2 separate regions of the Callithrix jacchus genome follow, and region 2 is linked to region 1. A link is a contact called in public Hi-C data. All regions are on one chromosome and are shown on one strand. The core of a region is the stretch at or near the end of the contact, and the rest is flanking DNA. Distances in the headings are between cores, read along the strand shown. Region 1 holds the start of ARHGAP29 (Rho GTPase activating protein 29). Region 2 has its middle 80 kb from the start of ARHGAP29.

The links. A called contact is a pair of places that touch in the nucleus more often than the background predicts.
Region 2: a contact with region 1 is called in a Hi-C map of skeletal muscle, with 4 times the contacts expected there. The contact joins the enhancer-like site here to the promoter of ARHGAP29 in region 1. A contact is called at or near these places in 2 of 3 Hi-C or Micro-C datasets (both in skeletal muscle).

The regions. Positions count from the first base shown.
Region 1 is chr7:132,105,754-132,112,856 of calJac240_pri, forward strand. It overlaps ARHGAP29 (Rho GTPase activating protein 29), which reads right to left and starts at 3,698. Exons shown (of 23, transcript XM_078332569.1): 1 at 3,519-3,698.
Region 2 is chr7:132,185,544-132,192,646 of calJac240_pri, forward strand. No RefSeq gene overlaps it. Among named protein-coding and RNA genes, the nearest start is that of ARHGAP29, 80 kb to the left of the region's middle. Within about 2 kb of position 4,193, at least 4 of the 16 cell types and tissues checked have an H3K27ac peak or open chromatin away from gene starts, as enhancers often do. A contact at or near this core is called in skeletal muscle, where this site is marked.

The sequences.
Region 1 (7,103 bases), core at 2,448-4,947:
TTCCTAGCTACAGATTACAGACTATAATCTCGTGGAAATCAAGACCTTGTCTGTTTGCTAACCATGTGTTCTCTGCTCATAGCACAATGCTTGGCATATGAGAAATGAACTACTTATAATTATCTGCAGAATGAATAATAAATTTACAAAAAGAATAGGCGTATAAACTTATAAAGTTTCAATTAATTTTTAAAGAACAAAAATAACTCCGGGTTGTTCCAATGTTCTGAAGTGAAAAAAAAAATATATATATATGGTTTTTTTTTGAAATGGAGTCTTGCTCTGTCACCACTGTCACCAAGCTAAAGCACAATGGCATGATCTCGACTCACTGCAACCTCTGCCTCCCAGGTTTGATTCTTCTTCCTCAGCTTACCAAGTAGTTGGGACTACAGGCGCATGCCACCATGCCTGGCTAATTTTTTCTGCTTTAGTAGAAACAGGGTTTCACCATGTTGGCCAGGCTGGTCTCGCTCTCCTGAACTTGTGATCCAACGCCTCAGCCTCCCAAAGTGCTGGAATTACAGGCATGAGCCACTGCGCCCAGCCGAAAATATAAATTTTTAAAAAACTCTCTAAAATGGTATGTTTCAAAAAGAAAAGCATATGAAGCTGAGGGAAGATTACATAAAACTGAAATCAAAGTTGGGTTTCTATTATTGCTCCTCCTGATTATTAATCAGGGGACCCCACATTTTAATAATTTTTAAAGTTTGTTTATTCAATATCCTTTTGCTAATCTCAAATTATTTCTGAGAATCTAATTTCTACACTTAAACTAGTTTCAAATCTATCTAACATTAATCCTTAAATGTGTACATCATTTCTATAATGAATTCAGGGCAATTTTTGAGCATTAGTATTATAACTAAGTCTTCCTTCTCATCAACAAAAACAAAACAAAAATTCAAAGTGCCTTGTTTGGGCAGCTCTTTTACAAATCAGTAACCAAAAAGGCTATTCGCGTAACAAAACATCACTTTTGCAGTTTACTTAATAAAATCATTCTGTTTAGTTCTGACAGCTTTTAAACTTAGTAAATTAGAGAACTAGTCACTGACAGTGGTAAAGATGGTTACAAAAATTAAAGACATTAAAGCAATTTACCTATTTTAGTAGAAATAATTTACTTTAATTAATTTCATGTAAAAGAGTAACCCAAACTTTTAAAGTGTTTCAAAAATGCTGGAACATTTTTAGACAAGACTTTAAAAATCTGCAAAAAACAAACAATGAAAAACACATGGCAAGGAGAAGAGGGGCTCTTCTTCTCTTATAAAAAAACGATTATACTCTACCTCTAGTCAGCATTATAATAATTTTGTTATATATTACTATTTTTCATATTCCAAAGTAAGGAACCATTACAATTGAAAAAAAATGTTTAAAATAACAAACTTAATCCAAGCTTTCATAAATGAACTATGATGAGAAGCTGGGGCAATATACACTTTTCAACATCATATACACTACTTTCTCATGTGCTAAAATGAATATTCTCTTCTTGGCAGTAACATAATATGTAGTTACTAACAGACTGCAACTGGCAACTTAATTTAATAAGTACTGATGAATGCAAAGTACTTAGCAGAGTGCCTGGTTCATCATAGACTCAGTTACTTAGTCATTATGACTAGCAGTGCTTACCGAGGGAAATTGTTTTCAAACAAGATGGGGCTTCACTACAATACATTTGCGGACTGTGAGCAAGAAATACAGGACTGGAAACAATTGTAGAAACTTAACTGACTCTGGAAACCTACTAAAAGCTTCCAAGTGAAATCTGAACTGTGCAAATATACTTGTGCAAAAGATTTGTGACACACTAATTCTGGTGCATCTCTTTCAACTTAAAACCAACATTAAAAACATGTATTATCCACTTCTCAAAGAATTCCGCAGCAAGAAGAAAATTATCATGCAAAACTACTCGCATTGTATGTTGTAAATCTAAGTAATATGTGCATTAGAAATGTAGACACAAATTTCCTATCCCCCACAACTCCAGGAGCCTGTGTCAATCAAATGTCCGCTGCCCCATGCATACCCCCTGCCAAATGCACATTATGGCAGTAGTTTCATTTTAGGCTTTCTAATTGAAGTGCAAAACTGCCTCAAATATCTATGTTTATTATTTCTCATTTTACCATTTCTTCTTGAGGAAAAATTGCCAGATATTTCAGAAATCTGCTATTTCAGCACAATTTCGGATTTGGCAAGAATCTAAAGCATTAAGAGGCTAAAAAAAATTAGAAGATCTCATTCTGAAATGACGCTTAAATCTTTATAGTTTTAAAAAGCACTCTCCACTAAAACAAAATAGGGACATGTGAGAAAGAGTTTTATCCATACTATGTAAACAAATTGTAAAGGAAGGCATGCAATACATATGCACTTCATTTTTGTACAGTTTGAACCTAGCACGCTTTAAAAAGAGGAAGCTGCCCAGTATCCCACACCTCCAGAATGTCCAGCATTCCTGGCAGGCAGTGCAGTCCTTTGGCCAGCCAAAACTACCCATTGCCAAAGAGCACGTTCCTTAACCAAGGATTTAAAGAGGGAAGAATGGAGCAACCAAAATGAAGAGCCGACGTTGGTAGCGACGGACGAAAGATAAACCACAGACAAGAGATACAGTCACAGTGACAGATGGAGAGAAGGGAAGGAAAGCTCACTCTGCCCTCCAAAAAAGGTTTCGGGCCAATACCCTCAGAGAAACACAGTTTAGAAAAGATCAACATATAGAGACAAGAGGCTCGTCAGTCACGAGTGCTCCAACTTGAAACCACCGACTCCAGCTCACACGTCCAAAAAATGTTTTTAATTAAAACTGTCAAACCCCAAAACACGTCCACAATTGAACTGGGACAAACCTGCAAGATTCAGTAAAACGCGAAACGAAAACCAAAAGACAGAGACCAGGAGAACAATGCATAATCCTAAAATATCTCAGAAATGAGAGCCCAATTGGAGTGAGGACTGTAATCAGGGCAGGTGGGAGCGGGAGTGGAATCCAGACAAGAACCCAGACGCGTAGAGGTCAGGAGCACGGATTCCAGAGCAAAAGCGCCTGAGTTTAGGTCCCAACGCTGCCAACCACTAGTCTGTGTGTTTGGCCATGTTTTAAACCTCGATTTCCCCGTGTGAAAACCGAGTCCAACAGTCATGGACTGTCGTGAACATTAAAAGAGTTAAAATGGGCAAAGCCTTCAGAACAGCAGGCTGACCGTGGTACGCGCTGTGTGTTAACTTTAATTACGATCGTCACCGTCTGCTCCCGGCCACCGCTCGCGTCCTACTCGGCTCGTCCTCGCCTGCCTCACCCGGGGCACCCCTCGACCCAGCCGGACCCTTCCCGAGGACACCCGTCCCCAGCACAGCACGCAACCGCTTCCGCTCCCGGCCGCCCCGCAGGCCTCCCGGACCCTGGACCGCAACTCGTGAGCGCTCGCGGGGACCGCCCCAGCCCAGAACCAAAATCGCAGCGGCCAGAGCGAGCGCCAACTCCCCACACTCACCACGGCGCTCCATCCCGCGTCCCGGATGTGGACGCCCGCCCAACACCTACTGCCGCTGCCGCCGTGGAGGGCTGGAGCTAGCCGCCCCCATCCCCCACGGCCCGCGGACGCCCGGCCAAGCCGCCGCGCCGCCACCGCCACCACCACCGCCACCACTGCCACCGCCACCACACAACTGCCGCCGCCCCAACAGCTACTGCCACCGCCCCGCCCCCTGGAGCCCAGCCCATTGGCCCGCGCACCCAGGGGCGGGGCCGCCGACCGCAGCAGGTGGGGGCGACTGCTAGCTGGCTCTAGGAACTCGGCCGTCAGCTGCGGCAGGCCTGAAGCTGTCCCAACAACGTGGACCGTGTCAGCCGCCCTTTTGGCTTGCAGAGGGGCAGGCAGAGCGACTCAGAGAAAAGTCACCTGAGGATTAGATGTGGTTTATGGCTTTCTCAGATAACTAGTCTACACTTCTTATGAGGCACTTCCGTGGACCACCGTTTTCCTCCCTCTCCGAGGGGTTGGGGAAGGGCGCCACTCTTCTGAATGAAAAATGAACTACCTCAAAACCAGCCATCTACTCTGCCCCTCTGCCCTCTATGGAGGGTAGTATTTAGGCCTCTCTGTCTTTTCTTGGCGGGTGGGGGATGAAGTCTCGCTCTGTTGCCCAGGCTGGAGTGCAATGGGGTGATCTTGGCTCACTGCAACCTCTGCTTTCCGGGCTCAATTAATTCTCCCACCTCGGCTGGGCGCGGTGGATCACGAGGTCAAGAGATCGAGACCATCCCGGTCAACATGGTGAAACCCCGTCTTTACTAAAAATACAAAAAATTAGCTGGGCATGGTGGCGCATGCCTGTAATCCCAGCTACTTCAGGAGGCTGAGGCAGGAGAATTGCCTGAACCCAGGAGGCGGAGGTTGCCGTGAGCAGATATCGCGCCATTGCACTCCAGCCTGGGTAACAAGAGAGAAACTCCGCCTCAAAAAAAAAAAAAAAAAAAAAATTCTCCCACCTCAGCCTCCGGAATAGCTGGGATTACAGGCGCTCATTACCATGCCCAGCTAATTTTTGCACTTTTAGTAGAGAGGGGTTTCCACCACATTGGCCAAGCTGGTCTCGAACTCCTGACCTCAGGTGATCCACCTGCCTCAGCCTCCCAAAGTGCTGGAATTACAGGCATGAGCCACTGTGCCCAGCCCTTTCTTTCTTAACTGGACTCTCAAACTCACCTCATAATAAGGGAGAAAAAAAAAGTCTGAGAAAGATGGAATAATTTTAGCAAGGAGCAGAAGCAGGAAAGCACATAGCCCCCATATCACACCACTTGCTGGAACAAGTGATGGCACTTATCTCAGTGCTGGAACATTCAGAAAGAACTCATGGACAAACAGAGGATAAAACATGGGGAGGGAGACTGTGGGTAGTGCTGGGGTCAGAGAGAAAAATGATCACACAGGGAGAAAAAGAAAAAGGAGAATGTGCTGAGGAGAAGTGGAAAGAAAACGAGGTACAGACACAGGAAGAGAGAGGAAAATCAAGGACGGCAGAAACAAGTGAAGGCAAAAAGATAAAATAAGAAATATGAAAGGAGAGACTACCCACTTAACAAACAGAAAAGGAAGTGAGCATGACAGAACCAAAAGTAGAGTAGTGGGGTGAGAGAAAATACTCATTGACAAAGAAAGAGGGACACCTCACATAACTTTGAACGCTTACAGGAAAAACAATGCTAATACAACACATTTGGCTCCTCAGGTGCTACTTAGAAAAGATAAATAAGAAATCTCAACTCCTTGGTTACTTTGGCACCATACTGGATTTATCGGGCCCAACTTACACAAATTTTCCCCTCAAACCCCAAAAATAATAGGACCAAAGTCCTGCCACAAATACTCAGGAAACCTCAAAACGAAACTTCCTTCTAATCATGCTGAAAAAGAAAACAGCACCAAGGACTCTCACTATGGAAACTAATGATGCCTGGACTGAAGCAAACTAAAAAGAGGAAACAAAGGAGTCTCCAAGCCAAGAGGAGGCTGAACAGTGCAACCATGATTCAATCATAAATAAGGTTTTTGGAAGGAAATTTTTGAGGAAGTCCCTCAACCTCAAACACCCTATTAAGTCTATTTTAAAATATAATATTTTGGCAGAGTGTGGTGGCTCATGCCTATAATCCCAGCACTTTGGGAGGTCAGGAGTTTGAGACCAGTCTGGTCAACATAGTGAAACCCCATCGCAACTAAAAAAAAAAAAAAAAAAAAAAATTAGCTGGGTGCGGTGGTGTGTGCCTGTAATCCCAGCTACTCAGGAAGCTGAGGCAGGAGAATCACTTGAACCCGGAGGCGAAGGTTGCTGCAGTGACCTGAGATCACACCATTGCACTCCAGCTCAGGTGACAGAGACTCCATCTCAAAAAAGTAAATAAATAAATAAATAAAAATATATTATTTTGCACTTATACATCATTACCCTTAATAAAGAGGATTTTGTTGCTGATTAAAATGGAACTGGAAGCATCACTGACAAAAATCATCAACAAGTTCCTGATAGAGAGAAAGGGTATATGGACGGAGGTGGGGGTGTGACAAGGCAGAAGGGAACTCACAACAAGGGAGAGAAAAGCAGGAAAGAGAGACAAAAGGAGGTGTGAGAAGGAGAGAGAGAGACAAGTGTAGAGGAGAAAAAAGACAAGAGGGAGAGAACAAAGAAATATGCAGAGACAAGGAGAAGCAGAGAAAGAGAAAATGAGAGAGAGACAAGGAAGATAAAAGAGACTAACAGAGGTGATGGAGACTACCCACTGATACAGAAAGCAAAGAGGGCCACTTCTCACATGCAAACAGTTCTGGGGGAAATGAAGCCAGTTAGCCCAAGGCTGTATAAGAATCCAAGACTCCTTGATTACCTGCTTTTACAATAATTTTTAGACTTAATTTTAAAATTAAAAAAAAAAATGTATCCATTAGGCCTCAAACCTAACGTACTAATATGACAAGCAGTACTGAAGACACCTAAAAAACAAACATTCCTTCATACTCCACCAGAGAATGGTGCACCATGGACAATCACCCACCAATGACTCAAAACTGAAGGACATCAATGAGGGATAAAGAAAAGATTCTGAAGGCTAAGGAGAGTGGGTCCGGACAACTCTCAGGGAGCTCAAGGAGGAAAAGTCTGTCTCTCCTATCTGCTCTGGGTTATTCTCAACACCCCCCAAACCAGATCTACCTCTAAGCCATCATAACAAAACAGCCAACTATTGTGCAGAGGACCTGACACAGAGTCAAAATAGTTGCCTGTTTGGGGATCAAGGAATGTTAGTTAGATGGTTAAATAAAGGTTGTTGGAGGGAAATTTTGAGAAGTCTCTCAATCTCAATCCTTCTCTTAAACCTTTAAAGAAATACATTATCTGCCATCCTTCATCTAGAGGATGATGACATTTGGAAATATTTGGAAAACTGGTAGTTCACTTTTAATTTAAAAGGATTACTTTATTAATCTCCCTGACATGATTTTGATTGAAGTAACTTATCACAAAAATACACTTTAAGTATGAAAAGCACGTTAATATATGTAATAATACGTTTCTGC
Region 2 (7,103 bases), core at 2,943-5,442, 80 kb after region 1:
TCTCCTCTTAATGGGATCCGAGTGCCTCATCCTGAGGCAATGTCTCTCAACAGACTTCTTTAAAATGAGTTATCCGGTACAAATTGCTTTAGAATGAAGCCTAAAAATAAGAATTTTTTAAACCCGATATGAAAAGTAAACAGTTTTTTCCTCAGGGCAGTAGCAAGCCCCAACAAGGAGAATCAAGACACAAACACACTTCTGTACTTTAATTGATCCTAGTTATTTTGGGCTTTGTGGGTAGGCATGCACACAATGCGTGCTTCGGGCCTGACTTGACTGGATAGGGTGCTTGCCATTCTTTCTGGGGCTGTCACCCTGTGCCTAAAGCCTCCACAAAAACCATGTTGTGTCCTTCCCTCTCTCTACTTGGGTAACTTGGAAGGAAAGGTTAGGAAGCAGCTTAATGTCTGGCTAGCCAAGTCTTGGTTTTAGATTCCAGGGTTGACACATAGCAATTCAAAAAAGTGTCTTTTGGATTTAAAATGTTGTTTTCATTCAGGATCTAGAGTTATCTTCAAAAAATATAAATGAGATAAGGCCACATCCTTGCTGAAAACATTCATCAAGTTTCAATTCAATTCCATTTAACGGCTATTGATTGAAGACCTACTGAAGGCCGATCGCTGTTTAATATGTTGAGGATATGTCAGTAAACAAAACAGACAACATTTTCTGCCTTCCTAAAGCTTAGAGGGAGGTAGGAGTAAGATGGGGGAGATAAACAAGAAACATAATGAATAAATATTATTTCTGTGTTAGAAGGTGATAGATGCAACGAAAACTAATTGGAGCAAGGGGGTGTTGCAACTGAGACAGGATTGAAGGGGAGGCCTCGTTGAGGAGGTGGGTGTAGCAAAGGCTTGGAGGAGGTGAAAGGTTTGGCCATGAGACCATTTGGGAGAAGAGGAAATGCCTTCCACATTATGACCTCACCCAACACCCTCTCACCCCATGGCCCTCCCACATAGATCTCCAGCTGCCCCTGCAGTCTCCTCCCCACCTCCTGGCTTCACACACTGTTTCATCCTCAGTACTGTATTTTCTTCTCTGTCTCTTGACCAACTCCTCATCCTTCGAATCTCAATCTAAATGTTACCTCCTCTGGTGGGCTTTTCTTTTTTTTTGCTGCCCCTGGTCCATTGTAACTTAGATGCCCTCCCAAAATTATACTTAGAGCTCTCCCTTCAGATACTTAATAAATACTGTTTGAATGAATAAGCAAAGAAAAGGGCTCAAAGCAGGTGTTGAGGACAGGGATTCTGACTCGCTGATTTATCCCCAGTGCTGGGCACGTTGCTGAATGTATTCGGTAGACTTTATCGGCATAAAAAAGCTCCATTATCAAGGATGAATAGAAGCTCCATTATCATGTTATGTCCTGGTTAAATTTAAGTGTAATAATATAGTATTATTTTATCATTTAGTATTTATTTTAGTATTCCTCAAAAGGGACACTGATGTCATGAATAACACTTAAACAAGATTTTTTAAAGCGGGGTAAAGCATTAAATTGTGTTATGGGGAATGAATTCCCTTCCTCCTTCACTTTTTCAGATGAAGCAGGCCTTGGTTTCTGTCCTTGGCCCAAATGTGTCCTTTTAAGGAACATTTCCCGTCCAGTGATGGTACCTTCCTATCTGAGATCAGCATGTCCTTCAATTTACTCTGCCACTCAGTCAAATGAATTAAAACTAGATTTGTCCTGAGGGTTTGTTCATTAAGGTGTCATTGGATATCAAATTCCCAATTATTTGGGTTAATTAAAACATCCTTAAATTTTTCTCAAAAATGATTTATACTTTTGGGAGTATCTCCTTATACGGTTCAGGACACACTACCTCAAAATATGGCATCTTGGCACTTCAGCAATGTGCCCAGCACTGGGAAGGTTACATTCACCCTCCCCTTGCCCTTCTCCTAGAAGCAGGCTTTTTCCCAAGGTGTCCACCTTATAGCCAGGGGAAAGGAACACCCCTATCTTTGAAGACACAGAAACACAGAGAAGAATCTGAACAAACAAGCCTTGCTAAGTTCCCCCCAGTTTATTAGCATTAGATCATGTGGCCTTTGTCTAATCATCTCCACAATCATCCACTTATTCATCAAACTTAGCATGAAAATGCACAGGTTTCTCTGTCTCTTTGGATCTTCATTTCTGAAGCTATGCCATATACAACTTATATATTAAATAAATGTATATGCTTTTCTTTTGTTAATCTGTCTTTTGTTATAGATGCCTCAGCCAAGAACCCAGTGATGGGTGAGAAATTTTTCCTTCCTTACACTCCAAGGGTATATTTTTATTGCTGTTTGCTAAGGAAATGCCATAAGAATGATTTAACAATTTCAAATTGCCACCTCATTCGACATGCATTTTAGGTAACATAAAAATCATGCAATATGACTGAAACAAAAGAAATTAACTAGAACAAAGAGAAAAATACAAGCAAGGCAGTAAAGTGAAACAGAAATAAGAGCACTCACTACATGGAAATTCCCACCGTGAAGACTCATGCAGTTTCTAAAGGGGATCATCAATTTAGCTCTGAGCAATGAAGAAAACAGACCAGTTATAGGATTCATGAGGATTCATGATGTTTTATAAGATACATACCAAGGGCTCAGGAGCCTTGAGACGTCTTCAAAAGGGACACTGATGTCATGAATAACATTTACAGTAGATGAGTTTCCAATAGCTGATTTTTATAGTGTCACTCAAGGAGCCTTTAACTTAGGGCCTAATGCCTAAATGAGGTCCATTAAAATTCAGTTCTCTGAGGGGATGACATGACGCAGTTCAGAAATGAAGTTCTTTAATCAGCTGACTTGATCCACAGATAAAGTTTAAAATATCTAAAAGAAGGCCAAGTGTGGTGACTTACACTTGTAATGCCAGCACTTTGGGAGGTCAAGGTGGGAAAATTACTTGAACTCAGGAATTCAAGACCAGCCTGGGCAACATAGGGAGACCCTCTCTCTATAAATAAACGTAAAAATTAGCTGGGCATGGTGGCTCATGCCTGTGGTCCCAGCTACTCAGGAGGCTGAGGCAGGAGGATTGCTTGAGCCCAAGAGGCTGAGGCTGCAGTGAGCTGTGATCACTGCCACTTCACTCCAGCCTGAGAGACAGAGCGAGACTCCAAAAAGAAAGAAAGAAAGAGAGAAAACAAGGAAGGAAGGAAGGAGAGAAAGAAAGAGAGAGGGAGGGAAGGAAGGAAGGGAGGGAGGGAGGGAGGGAGGGAGGAAGGAAGGAAGGAAGGAAGGAAGGAAGGAAGGAAGGAAGGAAGGAAGGAAGGAAGGTGGGAGGGAGGGAAGGAATGAAGGAGGGAGGAAGGAAGGAAGGAAGGGAAAGAAAGAAAAGATGGCCTGTATCTCTCCCTAAATGTTGTCTTCTGCGGTCAAATTTTCATAAGAATTAAGCAACAGAGAAGTCAAGGATAAATCGCCTGGCAGGTACAACTGAAACTCTATACGTCTGATTAGATGCAGATCTACACCTAAGAACTTGGCAACCACTTGTGAAAGTGAAGGTTCCTAACCAGGCCAGGTGCTTGTATAGACCTACGTCCTCAAAGAGGCAGACTATGGTGTAACCATTAGTAGCAGCCAGATTTCCTTCAGGAAATTGTTTGTGTTTGCTGTAACATGACAACAAATGACAACAAGGCCCGTGCGGTGGCCACGGTGTGGGACATAGATAACAACCCTTCCACCAACATTAGATACTGCACAGTTAATTTTCTGTTATCCTGCTTTGGTTTTTTCATATATACCTCCCTACTCATTAGAGTAGTTAATTGAGAATTGACTGTTAAAAATGAAATCAATCTGCAGAGAAAAAGTCACGTTGGATTAATCTCTGGGGCCCTAGGCTGTTGGCTTCATGTTTAATTTGGATACTTCCCAATCCAGTTTTGTGTAGGTCACCCCGTATAGCTTCCTCCATCAGCAAGATGATTTTGTGTTTTAGAAAACATGTACACTTGGTAAACTGTCAAAGTGAGTTGTATGTGAGGTATGTGTTATTCAGAGGGAGAAAATATTTTCAGCACTACTTGAAGTCTTTATACCTGACAATGCATTAAGAATTCAACACAGTAATCTTATTGTTTTAGCTGTTGCCTTTACCATTACTCATGCAGCATGACTGGGGAAAAAAAATTAATGATCCCCCCACCCCCACAGTGTTTGGTTTGTGTATGAGTTTTAAAAAAAATCTTTTGGTTTGGGATGAATGCGTCGAACAATCCACCATCTGGTGTACAAATATTTTTATAGACATGGTTCCAAATACCACAAAATCACTGCCACAGCTCAGGTTCTGTGAATCTTTTTCTGAGGCAGACTTTTTATTAAATGTGATTATTCTTGAACCATGAGACTCCCCGCAGAAGCATTAAGATTTAGCCTTGAGAACAAAACTCCTCATGTTGACCAGCATTTTTAAAAAGATGGAAAGAACTCTCCCTGGAGCTAATTTCAAGGAGGACAAAAAAGAATTTTGTTTTTGTATTTGCTTTTTTTGTTTACATACTAAGCACATACAAACTAAATCAGTGACAACCTCTATTACATTCCTGCTGTAATCCTGGCGGGTGGAAGAAGATAAGATACCAGTAAGCTCTGTGGGCATCAAGTTTCAGCCCTGTCAGGTGTAATCAGAACCCTGGTCTTAAAGCAAAGGCCTCCACTCCACCTCCTTAGGCAGAGGACACTTCATTCCCCAGCCCCAGGCACTAAGAAGAAAAGGAAGGATCCCTCCCATAACAGGAAAATAAAACAAAATAGCACCAACTGGGTTTGTGTGTTCCCTTTAACTCTTTATGCCCTGGAATTAATGCAAAGTGGTCTGTATTTAATAACGAATTCCCTCCTCTCACAAGGTGATAACGACAAAAGATTTTTAAAAGTCACGGATTGTAGTTTTGGAAAATTAAGATTCCCTCTTAACCTAATGTAAAGAAAATAGATGAGTGTGTGCATTTGATGGGATTCTAGGTAGGTCAGCACCATGTCATGAAGACTTTTCTGAGCTAGTGGTTTTGCTCAAAACGTCACTCAGACTTTTAAAGCATGGAGAAAATTACTTGTCAGTGAATGTACTACTCAGGGCAAATTAGAATTTGTATTGCTGGATTTCCTTTCAAAGTTAAAAACAAGGATAAACAGAACCAAAAGCCCGTTTGGGGGAATGTAGTGATCTAGAGGAGAGAATGATGGCCTATCGTGGGAGCTTCCAGCTTTGCTGGTGGAACTCACTGGAATGTCCATGAAAATCATCACAAGCTCAGACATAGTTCTTTATTGGCAAAACTATCCTAAAATGACTGGACTCTGATGCAGCTGCCTCGGGAGGAGTGGGAGAAGTAAGAGTCCCACTTCAGGGATCAGCAAACTAAGGTAGAGTGGAAATTAAGCAGCCGGGCCAGGGTCACCAAAAGTCAGTGGTGAGCGGGATACCGGCCCAGAAGAGCTGAGGAAGTGTAAAGTCCGGCGATAAGGCGATTAACTTGAGGAAATTAAAGCCCTGTAGTGTGGGAAAGAACAATTAGCCAAGACAGAGAGGCAGGAAGGAATACAGAATGAATTACAATCAGAGGAAACCAGCCAGCAACAAAAGAGATGAACTGGCGGGGGCGGGGCGAGAGGGACTGGAGAAGTGACTTAAGAATGCTGGCTTCTCCAAGTTCCATTCCTTCCTTATTGTTAGGTCGCCGCGCTCATAATTTAACCCCTTCATGCCTTGGAGTGTCTAACTCCAAGGCAGCTATCTTTATTCATGAAGCTCTTTGAGATTGTGCCACGAATATGATGAATTCCAGATAAGAATGACTGCCTAATTAGTTAGAAAAAGCTAACCCTCCTAAAAAGAAGGTTAAGCTTCTATAAATTAGCAAAATATTTCCATCAGAAACATGAGAAGAGACACTTAAAGCACAAGTATCAGCAAGTGTGGATGGTTTAAGACCAAGTAGAAAGTGTTCATGAAAATGAAATAGTTTAAAGGAAAACATGTAAAAGTGTTTAAAAACAATTTTGATGACTATAGAGATGACCGCAGGGGATGAAATGTCCTATAACTAATAGAAAATGAGAGAAAAAAGTATGATTGTTTTACAAAAATTAAAATTTGCTTATTTAAAAAATCTATGAGCTTGTCACACATGATTTTGGGCACAAGAGAAGATGCGCTATGAGCCCCAAATTAAATTGTCTTTTACTTCAATCCTAAAGATCAACAGGCAAAAAGCTAAGATCTTCTTTAACCGACCAAGATGCTAAAATCATGAAGAGAAAGGCAAAAAAAGATAGATCACAGCAGCAAAGGGTCATTCAAAAGAAGGGGGAGAGTTGATTATGTAGAATGAAGTGGAATGAAGATGCTAAGTAGGATGAGAAAAAGAAGATACTATTACAAAGGGTTGATTGAGGAAACAGAGTGGATAATAAGGCAAATTAAAGATTCTTATAAATCCTGTGTCCAGGAAATTAATTAACTGCTCAGACTAATAAATGAAGAAGTGTCACACAGAAGAGAATGATTAAAAGTCACCATGGGAAAATGGAAGGCTCATGGTTTATAAAGTCAGCACACTTAGAAAGAAGAAAATGGTGGGAGCATTTGAAACAAAACTAAAAGGCTTTAAAAGTGAACTGAAAAAAAAAAATGTGAAGTAGACAGTGATGGAAGACAGCCTTAGAAAATGCCTCAGTGATACAAGATTCTTTAAATATCTTAAAGTGATTGTGGGTAAGGAGGAGCATCCAAGAACTTGAAACATTAAACTCAGTTTTATTTTAATTTATTTAGTTTAAGTTTTTGGTCTTGCCTCCATGAGTCCAATAAAATGTACCAGAAGTGGAAACAGTGTCAGAGAGAGATAAATCAAGAGCAATGAGGAATTCTCTTCCAATAAATTAAGATAACTCAAGAAAAGACAACTCCTGAGTGGGAAGAAAAAGCTGCAGAGATTAATACTGCCTTCAGGCAGCATTTGGATGGCTCCTAGGAATCACAGAGATACCTGGAGAAAACAGAGCCAAGTAAATTTAGTACCTTTCAAATAAAAAAATGGACTAGGGAGGAAGAAGAAAATTGC